Regions from separate parts of the Oryctolagus cuniculus genome. Here region 2 is linked to region 1. The links are chromatin contacts, called in public Hi-C maps. All regions are on one chromosome and are shown on one strand. Each heading gives the region's core, a stretch centred on a gene start, on an enhancer-like site or on the middle of the called end of the contact. The rest is flanking DNA. Distances are from core to core; before and after follow the strand shown. Region 1 has its middle 22 kb from the start of KCNE2. Region 2 holds the start of ATP5PO (ATP synthase peripheral stalk subunit OSCP).

Region 1 (6,435 bases), core at 1,798-4,297:
GGTCTCCCACATGGGTGCAGGGACCCAGGGATCTAGGCCATCTTCCGCTGTTTTCCCAGGCACATTAGCAAGGATCTGGATTGGAAGTGAAGCAGCCGGGACAGGAACCGGTGCCCCTATGAGATGCCAGCACTGTAGGCTTAACCTTCTACGCCACAGCGCCAAATAACTCAAAATAACTCCTCTTGATTGGTGATGCCTGCAACAGGCCAGTGTCAGGAGACCCCGCGGTGGGCATGGCTAATTCCCCTAGCAGGGAAAGTAGATTAACACAGAGACTTGCTTAGGGCTAAGCATCCCTGTTATCACAGGTGCTGCTGGATGACAAGGTCATTTGTGGCCTGGAAAATCCCTGGAGGCGATGACCAGTCCCTTCCATCCAGAAAAAAATACACAAATGCTTCCGGAAGAGCTCCTCTCCTGTCCATTATCTGTGCTCCCCAGAAGGGCGGAAGGTCAAGGGCTCTTTCCTCCTCTCTCCCCAAGGAGCGACGTGCTCATGAGCTGGGCTGTTCTGCAGCTCTTCTTGGGCAGCTGCAGACACAGTTTGTTTCTGGTCGTGGAAAGCCGAAGCTGCTCAGAGCCCAAGCTAAACACCGGCTGCTATGGAACATGCAGTTTTTTTCATGGGCCCCTGGTGAATTGAAAGCCAGAAGCCAGCGGCACACCTGCCAATTATTACAGTTAATTCTGTGCAGACTTGACTCGGGAACCGAGACAGAGAGTTCTGTTTGCTGCTGGGGGTGCTTGGGGCGGGCGGGCAGGCGGGGGCTGCGGCCACAGGGCTGTGAATGCCTCTGTGTGTGCCTGGGCCGGCCCTGGCGGCCGCGGTGCCCTCCCTCGCACCGGGAGTCTGGCTTCCCAGGGTGACTTTCGTGGGGGCTCCTTGCTCGTCTGCGATCAGAGATTTTCACCGTTGGGAACTTTCCGTCCTCCTGCCCCGTGCCGCGGCCATCGCCACTTGTCTTGTTTCACAGGGAAGAGAACAGCTCACAGCGCTGGGCTTTTTCCTGGCCTCTTCTCCTGGGACCCGACTGCTTTGTGAAATCCCAGGGATGTACGTGGAGACCTGTCACCCCTGTGTCCCTGGAGGCCCCTTTGGCAGTGGCCCGAGCTCATGCATGGCCTTGCTGCGAGGTGACATTCACTCTGGTCGCTGGAGGCTTTCTCTCTTGTGTTCTTCCAGGCTCCCTGTGGTTGCGTCATTAGTTCATTCATTAATTCATTCACTCCTGGGCACTGGGAAGACAGTGGAGGAGGACATCCTGCCGTGCAGGAATCAGGCGGCAAAGCAGATAGTAGCAAACAGCCGAGTGCTGGGAGGGGTGCCCAGGGACCAACCCCAGCAAAAGTGCTGCCCCTCAATGCAGGGCACGAGGACTTAGCACAGCACCCAGCCTGTGGTGCCAGCCAATAAGAAGGGCGCTTCATGCAGACTGGGAGGAGTCGGCCTCCAGGAAGTGGAAGCGTGAACAGTGAATAGGGTGAGGCAGGGCATGCAGATGGGGCAGTAGCACAGCCGGGGCAGGAGGGGAAACAGCTAAGACCCTCAAGGCACCGTGGGTCCTTCCAACAGCTGAGCAGCCCCAGGAGCCAGGAGCAGCACAGAGAGCTGGGGGAGGTCCAGCAGGGTTTGAGCTGCAGCAGGTGCAAGGCGGAAGTCCTAACGTTGCTTGCTTCCTAAGGATGCAGGGAGATGACGGAGTGACTCGGGCATTGATAGGGTGTGGGTGTGATCTGTTCCCCCGAGGGTTCGTGTGTTGGAAGCCTGGTCCCAAGTGTGGCCATGGAGAGGTGGAGGGAGCCTCATTGGCAGGGCCTAGCAGGTGGTCATTACGGGTCCCTCCCTGGCTTCCTGCCTAGAGGTGTGATCTGCCCCTCTCCCGTGTGTTCCCAGCCCTCTGGTGCCACCAGCCACAAAGCCCTCACAGAGCCCAGACGGTGCTGGTGCCAGGCCATCCAGGAGCCAGAACTGTGCGTTAAATAAACCTCTTTCCTTCACACAAGTTCCCCCGTCTCGGGTGTTTGTATAGTGACGGAAAGTGGACTAATGCAGGCGTCCCCAGTTTGGGGCCCAGCACCCCAGCTCCTGTTCCTGGTCCCTGGAAGCGGTGTTGCAGTGACTCAGAAGGCTGAGCCACAGAAGAAGGTGCCAGGGCCAGTCCCTGACACCCGGGTCGTAGGTGACCAAGAGCGGAGTGGACGGGACGACAGATGAGCAGCCGTGCTGCCCAGATGAGGGAGTTACGACTTCCTCCAGATGGAGACCAGTGGGAGACTGTCTGGCGAGGAAATGCCGTTGGAGCTGCATCTTCCGCATGAGTTTTCTTGGAGAAAGGCCACGACAGTCATGAGGCCAGGGGGGTGGAGGTGTCAAGGCCATGGTGAGCTGGGGACCAGGGTTCAGAGGGAAGGTTTCCCTGGGCGGCACATCTCCCGACCCTACAGCATCCGAGCCTCCTTATTGACCCAGACAGTGGGTGGCTGATGGGAACCATCTGTTGGAACGAGGCTTCTTCAAGGGGTGCAGTAGGAGGCCTTGTTCCAAACGCAGCTGAGAACGGAGCAGGCCGGTTGGGACTCCCTACTGCCCCCAGGTGGACGGGGGCGGGGCAGCTGCTCGCTGGACAGCAGAGGCAGGATGCGGAGATGTGACTTCTTTCAGCTCTCCCGCGCCCCCTGGATGTGCCCATCCTGGGAGATTTCTGAGCAGAAAACTGGTCTTGAGAGCTTTTGCTACCTGCCCAGGGTCCCAGAGGGCGCCATGCCCTGCTCTCTCCTCTCCGGCCTCAGCTGCAACAAATGTCTCCAGTAGCCACCTTAATCACACGGGGCAAGCATCTATTTTCGTTACATAAACAGAGTTGTCTACATTTGGATTCCGGGGCTGGCTGCAGGAATTCGTAAACAGCGTGGTGTACGTGTTTCACAGAGAGCTGCCAGGACAGGCTCCCTGCCCCCTGCCAGTTGTCCAGTTTTCCCTTTTATAGGGAGTCTGCCTGGGACCGAGAGAGAGAACTTATTAGGGAATGAAGGGCCATCTCCCAGGCACATTCCTCTCCCTGACCCCAGTCGCTTCCACCTCCTCGCCCTCGAGTTCAAGGTCTGGGCCAAGCTGAGATGGCCCCTGAGTGGTGGATCCCTCCTCACTTCCACTTTCTCATAAACACGAATGTCAACCTCAAGGCTAACAGCCGTGGGCAGAGCTGGACTCCCAGAAAGGTACCAGGCAGTTCTGAAGCTGGAGGCAGATTCCAACCACCCTTGGCCACTGCTGACCCTCTCCGAGCCGAGCCTGTCTGTGACGTCACGACGTCATGTGGCGTCTCCTGTCTCCTCCCTCCCAGGAGCCTCCCCGAGCTCCAAGCAGGGGCCCACAAGCTCCCGAGAGCGATGACTGGGGCAGCTCCGAGGAGAACAGGGGCATTCATTTCTAGTCCCCTTTCCTTTAATAGCCATGAATGAAGCAACTATTTGAATTGGGGTCTGTGTTCAGCTCCGAAGGCCTTAGAGGTTGTAAAACACAAATCGCTGGTGTCAGAAGCTGCACTGAAAGGGGGAAATGGTGAGAGTCACTTCAGCGGCTTCGGGATGGCAGAGGGAGCTGCTTCACTGAGCACAGGGACTTCAATAGGTTCATGGAAAAATGAAATCCAGAGATAAGTTTATGTTGGTGCAAAAAAAAGTTCATAAATCCACACATACTTCTTCCATGATATGCTTTTCCTGTGAACTTGATGGAGTTCCTTCTATATGCTCACCAAATGGACGACTGGATGGTCTGTGACTGAGTGTGGAGCCTGTTGTAGCGGCTGCAGCTGAATCTCAACCTTAAATTTAGTGCAGGTTCACTGAAGTTTTCTGAAACGTCGAGCCAAGATTACAGGTCACCCCCCCCCCCCCCCGCCGCCCTTTGCCTGGGACTAAGGGAGTTCCCAGGACACAGCACAGAAAAGTTCCCACACAAACCAGAACGACTTGGTCACCCTACTCGAAATGCAAAGAAAATAGAAATAAGACGCAGCGAAGTTCCTGTATAGAAAATATCCAAGTTGGGAAAAAAGAGAGGATGTTGGGCACACAGCACACATGAAGCTTGTGTGCTTCTCCTGCCGTATTTTAGCATCAGAGACTGAAGAAGCAGGAAGGCGTCTGCCCATGAGGAAAGAAACGGGGCACGAATAGGTTATGAGAAAGTGGGCACCGACGAGCAAAAACAAGAGGGTCTCGGTTCTTCAAACAAACTCAATGTTAAACAAAGCTACTGATATGTCTCTACTTCCTCTGCACATAGAAATGCAGGCCTCTTAATCCCTCAAAATGCATAAGAGCTTGGAACACTTATCTCTTTTGCAGGAGCAAACCTGTGTTCAGAAAAGCTGAAGTTAGACTAAGCAGTTTCAAACAGCTGGTGGAAGTTTCCGGATCACAGCGAGATGTTCTGTGTCTGTGTGCTGTCAAGCGTATCCCTTTTAGAAGGATGTGCAGATGCTAACAGCGATTGCTAAGGAAGTAGGGGTAGGCTGCTTTGATAAGGGGCTTAATGAGCTATAAATGCGGGAGTTGGGTGGGAAGCCTGCTCTGACGGAGCCAGTTGAAGGCTCCTGGAAAATCTCGCTGGTCCACAGACGCACAGAGCTCTGCTTTGGCACCACCTAGTGGCAGCTACGCAGGTTTCAGGAATAAAGTCCGGGCAGAGGTGCACACTGAAGCTCAGAGAAGTGACAGAAAAAGCCACTCGGATCACCAAAGACAACATTTCCTGCCTTTTGTACTGTGAAGAGTGGTGCAAAAAAGGATCTAATCCTGGTTCCTTTACTTCAAAACTCTGGAGTCAGAGCTCCTGACGTGTTGTAGCTACTTCCCCCCCATGTCAGATGGAGCTCCGTGTAACCATCTTGCAGAGTTGACACAGAGACCAGGGCTGTTGTCAAGAGCCTCACACCTTGCCTGGCACTCAGGAGAGGCTCAATAAATGGGAGTGGCTGAGCGAGGGCAATGGCTGCTGCTGTTATGGACAGGTGGGGCGCCGTGAACCTGAGACAGCCAGCTGTGGGCTGTTAAGTACAGATTGCATTTGAACTTTGGTGCTGTTAGTGGTGAGCAGAGAACGCAGTGGTGCTTAAAGCTGCCCAAGAATCCAAAGGTGCACTGGAGCCGGGTGTCTAACGACAGCAACACCCAAGGTCAGAGTTCCCGGGTAAGACTTTTCCCAGCGGCTTGAACAGGCTCACAGGTTCTGCCTAGGTGACGACACGTTTCCAGGGATGTGAGGAAGAGGAGGCAGCTCTGCTGGAGACTGGGCATGTGGGAAAACACCATGGGCTGGGGGCAAGATCACCTTCAAAGCTTCATGGACTCCTAACCTCCCAGAATCCTGCAGGTTCATGATCAAGGGGCACAAAAAATACAGCCTTGCCGGTAAGCATTCGGGGGCGCCAGCATTTTCATGGCAAAGAACAAATTGCAAAGTGACGCTGGAAATGAATTTGACCTTTCAGTGCGCACCTGCTGGGTAACCCGGCAATTATACTCTTGAGCATTCATCCCAGAGAAGTGAGCATTTGTGTTCACACCAACACCTGTACGAGACCGTTCACAGCAGCTCTATCTGCAACAGCAAAAATGCTGGGAGTGACTCAGCCCTGACCTTCAAGGGTGAATGGTTACATTTCTGTGGGATGGAATACAATTCAGCAATAAAAAGAATCTGGCTATCCATGCACACCACAAGCGGGATGGAGCTTAAGGGTATTATGAGTGGGGGAAAAAGCCAACCTCTAAAAGGTACATGGAGAGTGTTCTTATTTCTATAACATTCTCAAAGTGAAGCGTGTGTATAGAGATACCTGGTGTCTGGTTAGCAGGGCAACAGCATGGGAGAGGAGTCAACTTGAAGGGGGTGGCACAGGGAGCTTCTTAAAGGTGATTGTAGTGGTGGTTCCCCAAATCCATGCATCAAATAAAACTGCATGGATTGGGGCCGGTGCTGTGGTGCAGCAGGTTAAAGCCCTTGTCTGAAGCACTGGCATCCCATGTGGGCACTGGTTCTAGTCCTGGTTGCTCCTCTTCCCATCCAGCTCTCTGCCATGGCCTGGGAAAGCAGTAGAGGATGGCCCAGGTCCTTGGGCCCCTGTACCTATGTGAGAGACCCGAAAGAAGTTCCTGGCTCCTGGCTTCGGATCAGCTCAGCTCCAGCTGTTGTGGACATCTGGGTAGTGAACCAGCAGCTGGAAGACCTCTCTGTCTCTACCTCTCTCTGTAACTCTGTCTTTCAAATAAATAAAAATAAATCTTTAAAAAAATTGCATGGAATTACACACATACAGAGAGCACATATGAAAACAGGAGTGAATATGGTCTGTGGTCTAGCTGACAGTCCTGTATCAATGTGGGTTTCCTACTTTTGATCTTTTATGTTAGTTTTGTCTTGTT
Region 2 (6,435 bases), core at 1,715-4,214, 430 kb before region 1:
TGTTAGGACCTCCGTTGCAAAGAAAGCACACAAAGCAAAATGACTGCGAGGAACAAGTAGCACAGAACAGTAAAGCTCCCACGAGGTGCGGGCACAGCACAGAATGGGAGCACCACTCACGCACTCGGCTAGCCTGCGGTCTTCTCCCGAACAATGAAAATAATGTTTTCTAAGTACATGGATTAAAAATGCAAGGTGTTCTGAAAACACACAGTCACACGGCACAGGCTACCCATGGGACTGTGCCTCCCACCCCTCCCTTCCTGGCAGAGGGGAGGGGCGAGGAGAAAGTACACCGAGGGGACACAGCGGAAGGGGCGGGAACTTGGGACGTCGGGGCAAAGCGAGCAGGGCTGCTCCCGTCTCAGCTGCACTGCAGCGTTCTGCTAACGCACCTTACGTAGTCTTCATGCTACCCAGCACGGCACCGGCCCGCCCAGGGGCTGCCCTGCGGTTCCGTCGGCAAGGCGCCCACCACCTTCCCTCCTTTTGCTGCCCAGGAGGCGCGGCTGCCATCCTCCCCTCTCGTCTTGGGAACAACCTACTAATTAAAACCCAGGAAACGGCTTCATAAGGAAAACAAACTCTCAGACAAAACCAACAGGCATTTTAAACACTGTTGTAGAAACTGCTGGATAGCAAGCTCGGATTCTTGAAGGCAACCTTTTAAATCCTTTCCTGAAATGGCACTTTTTCTTAAATCATCACCTTACATTTGAAGTGATATTTCTATCTCGTCTCAGCCCAAAGCCAGGTTCCCTGCATTACTCTCCGTGTGTGTATCTGCTTGTTCCTGTTATAGAAGTTTCAGAAGACAAGCCAACACTATCGCTAACAGCATGCGTAAGAGAATTATTATTCTGTGACTCCTCTCCCAGAAGCTGTCTTGTCAGGACGCACAGCTAAGGCGCCACAGCAGAGAAGCGCGCAGGGCCACCGCGCACGCGCAGTGAGGGGAGGCGCTTACCGCTACTCTCAGCAGCTCCTTCTCCACCTGCTCCAGTTTGTTCTGCTTGGAGGCGGCCGAGTAGAGGGCGGTGGCATAGCGGCCTTCCACGCCGTACACCTGCACCGGCGGCTTGAGAGGGAGAGGGAAGCCGAGGGAGATCGGTGAACCGTGCTTCGTACAGACAACACGGCACGGACAGTCATCAGAGGGCTGTCCTAAGAACAAACCCTCACACCGATTAGGGGTCTGGGTGTTTCCTTGGCCTGACCAGGCAAACGTTTAGGAAGCGCCCGCAGGCACCCCTTCCTCCCTGCGGCGGCGCTGCTGGGGCTCCGCTCCCGGCCCCCACGCCCCAGCGTTCAACGCCACAGAGCCCACGCTTGCACCATCTTCCCCAGGGGACTGCGGCCTTTTCCCTACACGCCACAGTCAATGTACGACTGCACGTGCCGCGTGGTGCTGCGTGGCTGCACAGGGGAAAGCCCAGGCAATAGTGAGGCCGAGCAAAGCACCGTCTCCTGGAGCCTCAGTTTCCCCTTTCACACAACGGCAAGGCCTGCCATGCTCCAGCGCCGCAGAGGGGCGGTGAGAACTTCTCACGTGGAGGGTGGCTCTGGGCGATCTGGTGCTTGGACGACGGCAGGGATGTGACAGTCACTTCTCACCCACTTAAAGGTTCCGCTGGCGTCTGTCACAGGGCAAGCACCCTCCACCATCACCGTCCCCACCCTGCGCACGTGTGTCTTGTGAATCGCAACAACATGCAAAGGTTTACGTAGAAGCGACACCACAGGCCACGGCCTGACTGTAGGGCTAGAGCATGCACACCCTCCCACAGGCCCCTCCCCCACACAGGCGTGTGTATAAAGGACCTACCCTCACGAGCTTGGCAAACGGCCGGACCACAGATGTACTGAAGCTTCGCACCTTCAAAGCAAGAATGGAAACAGGTCAAAAGAAATGTCTTCGAGAATCTCTGTAATTCATTCAATCGCGACCTAAGGCTGCCTTTTAAACGATGTTTTTTGACATAGACTCCACGCGGGTGAGCTGTCTTTATTAGCCAGGAGTCCATGTTCTCACCGAGAATCACGCCACGTTGTTTGGAAAATCGCTTTCCCAGTAATCTCCTAGTTTGCCAGGAACCGGCCGAGGCAAGCGCCCAGTACCAAGGAGAAAACGCTACCTTCCAGGAAGTTAACATCTAACATTTCTGAGCGGGATTTTAACACAAGGGGGAGGAATCCGTAAGGAGCTGTAACAGATGGGCTGTCAGGAATCCACCTGCTGTCTAGTGGTTAGGGCGCGGGAGCGTGACCGCACAAGTTCAAGTCCCCAGCGATGCCCTTGCGGCTCTCAAGGGCCATAATCCACGCACCCGCAAAGGCACGGACCGCCCTCCAGGGCTCTGAGCTCCAGAACGCACTGTGTTAAAACCGGCTCTAAGGGCAGGGTTTTCGGGCTTATGGGGAAATCATGGAAACTACAGCGGGGTCAAGTGCGCAAAGCATCGCGGTGAGACGGAAGCGCGGCTATTTGATTTATTTTTCCCAACGCCACTTTCTCGGTGACACTGGGGTTCGGGTCTTAACCCCATCACTCACTACCCAAGCAGCCCAGGACGCCCCATTTGAACTTCTCATGTCCTTTATAAACCTGGGAAATCCGCCTGAAGTCACCAGCGACCCCCGACGGTTTATGGAACAGCCCAGGCGGCGAAGCCCGGGGCTGGCCGGTGGCCCCTGGCGCCAGGGGTTTCCCGGGCTGTGCCCTGAGGACGCCGAGATGACCGCGCGCCCAGCACCGCGCCGGGCACCCCACAGGCGTCCCGGGGGACGCGAGCCGGGCCGCCCTCACTCGCCAGGCCCCACGACCTTGAACGGCGGCCTTGGTTTCCCAGCGGTGGCCTCGAACCCTAGCGCGCAGGCTCTGGTACAAGTTTCCCCAAGGAGGGCGTCCTCCCAGCTAGCTTCTCTCACCTGCCGGGTGAGCCCGCACACTGCGGGGGCCGCCATCTTCTCCCGGGCAGCTGTAGGTCAAATCCGAGCTGGAAGAGGAAGGGGCGCGAGGGCGCACGCGCGCGTCAGCGTACCCGCTAGGCTCTCTGGGAAGTGTAGGCGTAGGTCGCCACAGCGCGTGCGTAGCCACCTCCTTCAAGCTGGGAGTTGTAGTCCTTAGACGATGCAGTAGGGGTGACCTCCCAGGGGGAGGCTGCACCTGCGAAAGGAATCCTTGAGTTCTGGTCCCCGGGGTAAAAACGATGGCGTTTGTCGCATTTCACAGATACCTTTATGTCCGACTACTCATCCCTCCAGCTGCCTTCTGGAGCTTCGTTTTCCCTTTTGCGGGAACAGGTTTAGCCGACAGCATCGCCGACCTCCTCTTGGGCGCTTCCTTCGTGGCGCCTTCGGCAGAGGTGTCCTTGGAAGCAGGGCGGGTGCGTGCCGGGTACCGACAGCCTAGCGAAGCCGGGCTGCGGGGCTGCCGCCGCGGCTCTCCCCCGCCCGCTGGAGCCGTTGGGAACTGCCATGGCCCCTCCTGGAAGCGTCTTTATACATTCATTAAAAAAAAATTAAGATAAATTCCAAATAGTCCCCAGAACCGGCACAGCCTGGTGAGATAGTCCAAGTACTTGGCTTCCGATGCGTGAGGCCAAGTCCTTTCCACAGGGTTAAACCAAGTCATGCTTTTCGCTCGCTAGTAGTGTCTGAAAATCCTTGTTCCCCTGCACAATGCAAATCATATTTCCAAATACATATTTAATTTAATTTAAATTTTTAAAAAGATTGATTTTATTTATTTGAAAGTCAGAATTACAGGAGGAGAGAGAGACAGAGACAGAGACAGAGGGCGAGACATCTTCCATCCACTGGTTCACTCCCTAGGTGGCTGCAACAGCCAGGGCTGGGCCAGGCCAAAGCCAGGAACCAGGAGCTTCTTCCAGATCTCCCACGTGGGTGCAGAGGACCAGGAACTTGGGCCATCTTCTACTGCTCTCCCAGGCCATAGCAGGGAGCTGCACCGGAAGTGGAGCAACCGGGACTCCAGCCAACGGCCATATGGGATGCTGATGCTACAAATGGCGGCTTTACCTGCTCCTCCACAGCGCCAGCCTCTTCCATATACATCTAATGGAAAGTCTATTCATTTAACACGCTTTGTGGAGCATGGGTCCTGTGTGTCAGAAGCTGTACCATGCCTTGAAGACAGAGCAGGGTATGACAAAGGGCTTGTCTTCGTAGGCCTGGTATTCTCCGTGAAATTGAACGGCAGCACCTGTGTGGGTTTTTGGAGCTATACTGCGAATCCAAAGTGCTGAGGCCAAAAACGCTTGGAAAACAGGGTCGCTCTGAAAAAGATTGGGAATTCATCTGCAGGTGTGTCCCACGGGGACACGCCCTCTGTTTAGTTTGTATTCACCCCATTCCGCTCCACCCCCATGCACCTTCCCTATGCAGAGGTTTATGGGTATTTGAATTTTGGGATTTATTAGGTGGTTGCACATACATGGTGTCATTTTTATTTGGAGTGTCTGGCTAGCCCCAGGGTGTAGGTGGGCCTGGTACCCTCCCCCCCCCCCCCTTTTAGAGCTCCTGTTTAGGTATTTAGGTAGCTCACCTAGGGAAGGCAGCCAGGCCCCTGCGCCAAGTACAAGTTCTCTCCACTGCCCTGGGTAATTGCCCGAGTGAGTCTATCCAGATGTATTTCTGGGCTTGGGGTTTGGATGCCAGTGTGTTTCAGTGCTGTAGGCAAAGAGACTGGGTTAGTCAGCTTTCAATCGCTACAACAAAATACCTGCCGTAAGCTGCGTGTGAAGTTTCTCTTTGTTTTGTGTGCTTTTATTTATTTATTTATTATTATTTTTTTTGACAGAGTGGACAGTGAGAGAGAGAGAGAGAGAGAAAAGTCTTCCTTTTGCCATTGGTTCACTCTCCAATGGCCACCTCGGCTGGTGCGCTGCGGCCGGCGCACCGCGCCGATCCGATGGCAGGAGCCAGGTGCTTCTCCTGGTCTCCCATGGGGTGCAGGCCCAAGCACTTGGGCCATCCTCCACTGCACTCCCTGGCCACAGCAGAGAGCTGGCCTGGAAGAGGGGCAACCAGGACAGAATCCGGTGCCCCGACCGGGACTAGAACCCGGTGTGCCAGCGCCGCAAGGCGGAGGATTAGCCTAGTGAGCCACGGCGCCGGCTTGTGTGCTTTTAAATATTACATCACTTATGTCACTTAAAAATGTTTGGTTTTTTATTTAAAGGTGAAGAGAGAATCAGAGAGAGACAGAGACAAAGAGAGATCTTCCATCTGCTGTTTTACACCTTAAATGCCTGTAATAGCTAGGGCTGGGCCAGGCTGAAGCCAGGAGCTGGGAGCTCTGTGTAGGTCTTTCGTGTGGGTGGCAGGGACCCAGGTTCATGACCATCACTGCTCCTCCAGGGTGCGTATTAACAGGAAGCTGGATTGGAAGTGGAGCCAAGACTTGAGCGCGGGTACTCCAAAGTGGGTTGCAGGCGCCCTGGGTGGCGTCCCATCAACCATACCGAATGGCGGCTCCTGATTCGCAGCTTTAGACATTCCCAGTCTAAGGTCAGGCGGGTCCCTGAGGCCAGAGGCTTCATGGTGGAGGGTGTGCAGAGCTAGGGAGTAGAGAGAGGGACTGGGCCCAGTTCAGGCTTGTATCAGCAGCTTCTTCTCCAGAATGATCTTCCAAGGGCATGCCTCCAATCCCCTAAGGACACCTTCCATGTTGCCCACCTCCTAAGGCCGTACCTGGATGAAGTTTCCACCGGGTGAGTGCCGTTAACTTAGGACTTTGGGATTCCACCATCTGCAGGAGGTAGGAGCTGTATCCTATTCACACACAGGAACACAGAAGCAGCCCTAAGCCCAATGCCGCCCCCACTCCACGTCAGACCTCCCTTCTGGCCTGTTCTGCATCGCTGGGCGCCCACTGAAATCCCACTGCAGGCAAATCACTACAATGGCGGGCCAGCGCCCATTGCCAGCGGAGCCCCTGCCGACCTGTCTGCCATTCGGGAACAGAGGCTCCAGGAGGAGAAAAGACTTTTGTTCCGGACGAGAAGGGACGGGACCTAGCGCTTTGCTGCTGGAGTGCTTTCCCCTTGGACAAACTCAAGTTGTTTAAAAATTAGCCATTTCAACAGCTGAGGTCCCTGGAGTCAGAGACTTGCCCAAGGCCGCAGGGCAGGGCTGCAGTGGGAGCAGAACTCAAACATCTAATCTTGACTTTGTTCTATGCTGACATTGAACTTGGAGCAAACATTGCTTACGGTGTTATCTTCCCTGCAGAGGCACCATTGGCTGTCATAGAAAGCAGCAACGTGGCATCGTGCCTTCCTGTGTTTTAAAAAAAAAGCAAGTGATTTTTCCCTCTGACCCAGACAGAGCCCTTCCAAAGCTTCCCCGAGTCAGAAATCTGGGCGAAGGTTAACGTGTGCAATGTTCACTGCACTCTATTTTTTAAAATGC

The links. Hi-C and Micro-C count contacts between places; a contact is called where the count stands out from the background.
Region 2: a contact with region 1 is called in a Hi-C map of liver, with 13 times the contacts expected there. The contact joins the promoter of ATP5PO here to the enhancer-like site in region 1. A contact is called at or near these places in 6 of 6 Hi-C or Micro-C datasets (ear pinna, embryonic fibroblasts, liver and 3 more).

What each region holds. Positions count from the first base shown.
Region 1 is chr4:10,684,358-10,690,792 of mOryCun1.1, reverse strand. No RefSeq gene overlaps it. Among named protein-coding and RNA genes, the nearest start is that of KCNE2, 22 kb to the right of the region's middle. Within about 2 kb of position 3,047, at least 1 of the 8 cell types and tissues checked has an H3K27ac peak or open chromatin away from gene starts, as enhancers often do. A contact at or near this core is called in ear pinna, where this site is marked.
Region 2 is chr4:11,117,836-11,124,270 of mOryCun1.1, reverse strand. It overlaps ATP5PO (ATP synthase peripheral stalk subunit OSCP), which reads right to left and starts at 2,964. Exons shown (of 7, transcript NM_001171421.1): 1 at 2,929-2,964; 2 at 1,826-1,876; 3 at 968-1,078. The coding sequence starts at 2,964. It overlaps LOC138849236 (a long non-coding RNA gene), which reads right to left and starts at 6,019. Exons shown (of 3, transcript XR_011387722.1): 1 at 5,716-6,019; 2 at 4,568-4,692; 3 at 3,694-4,298.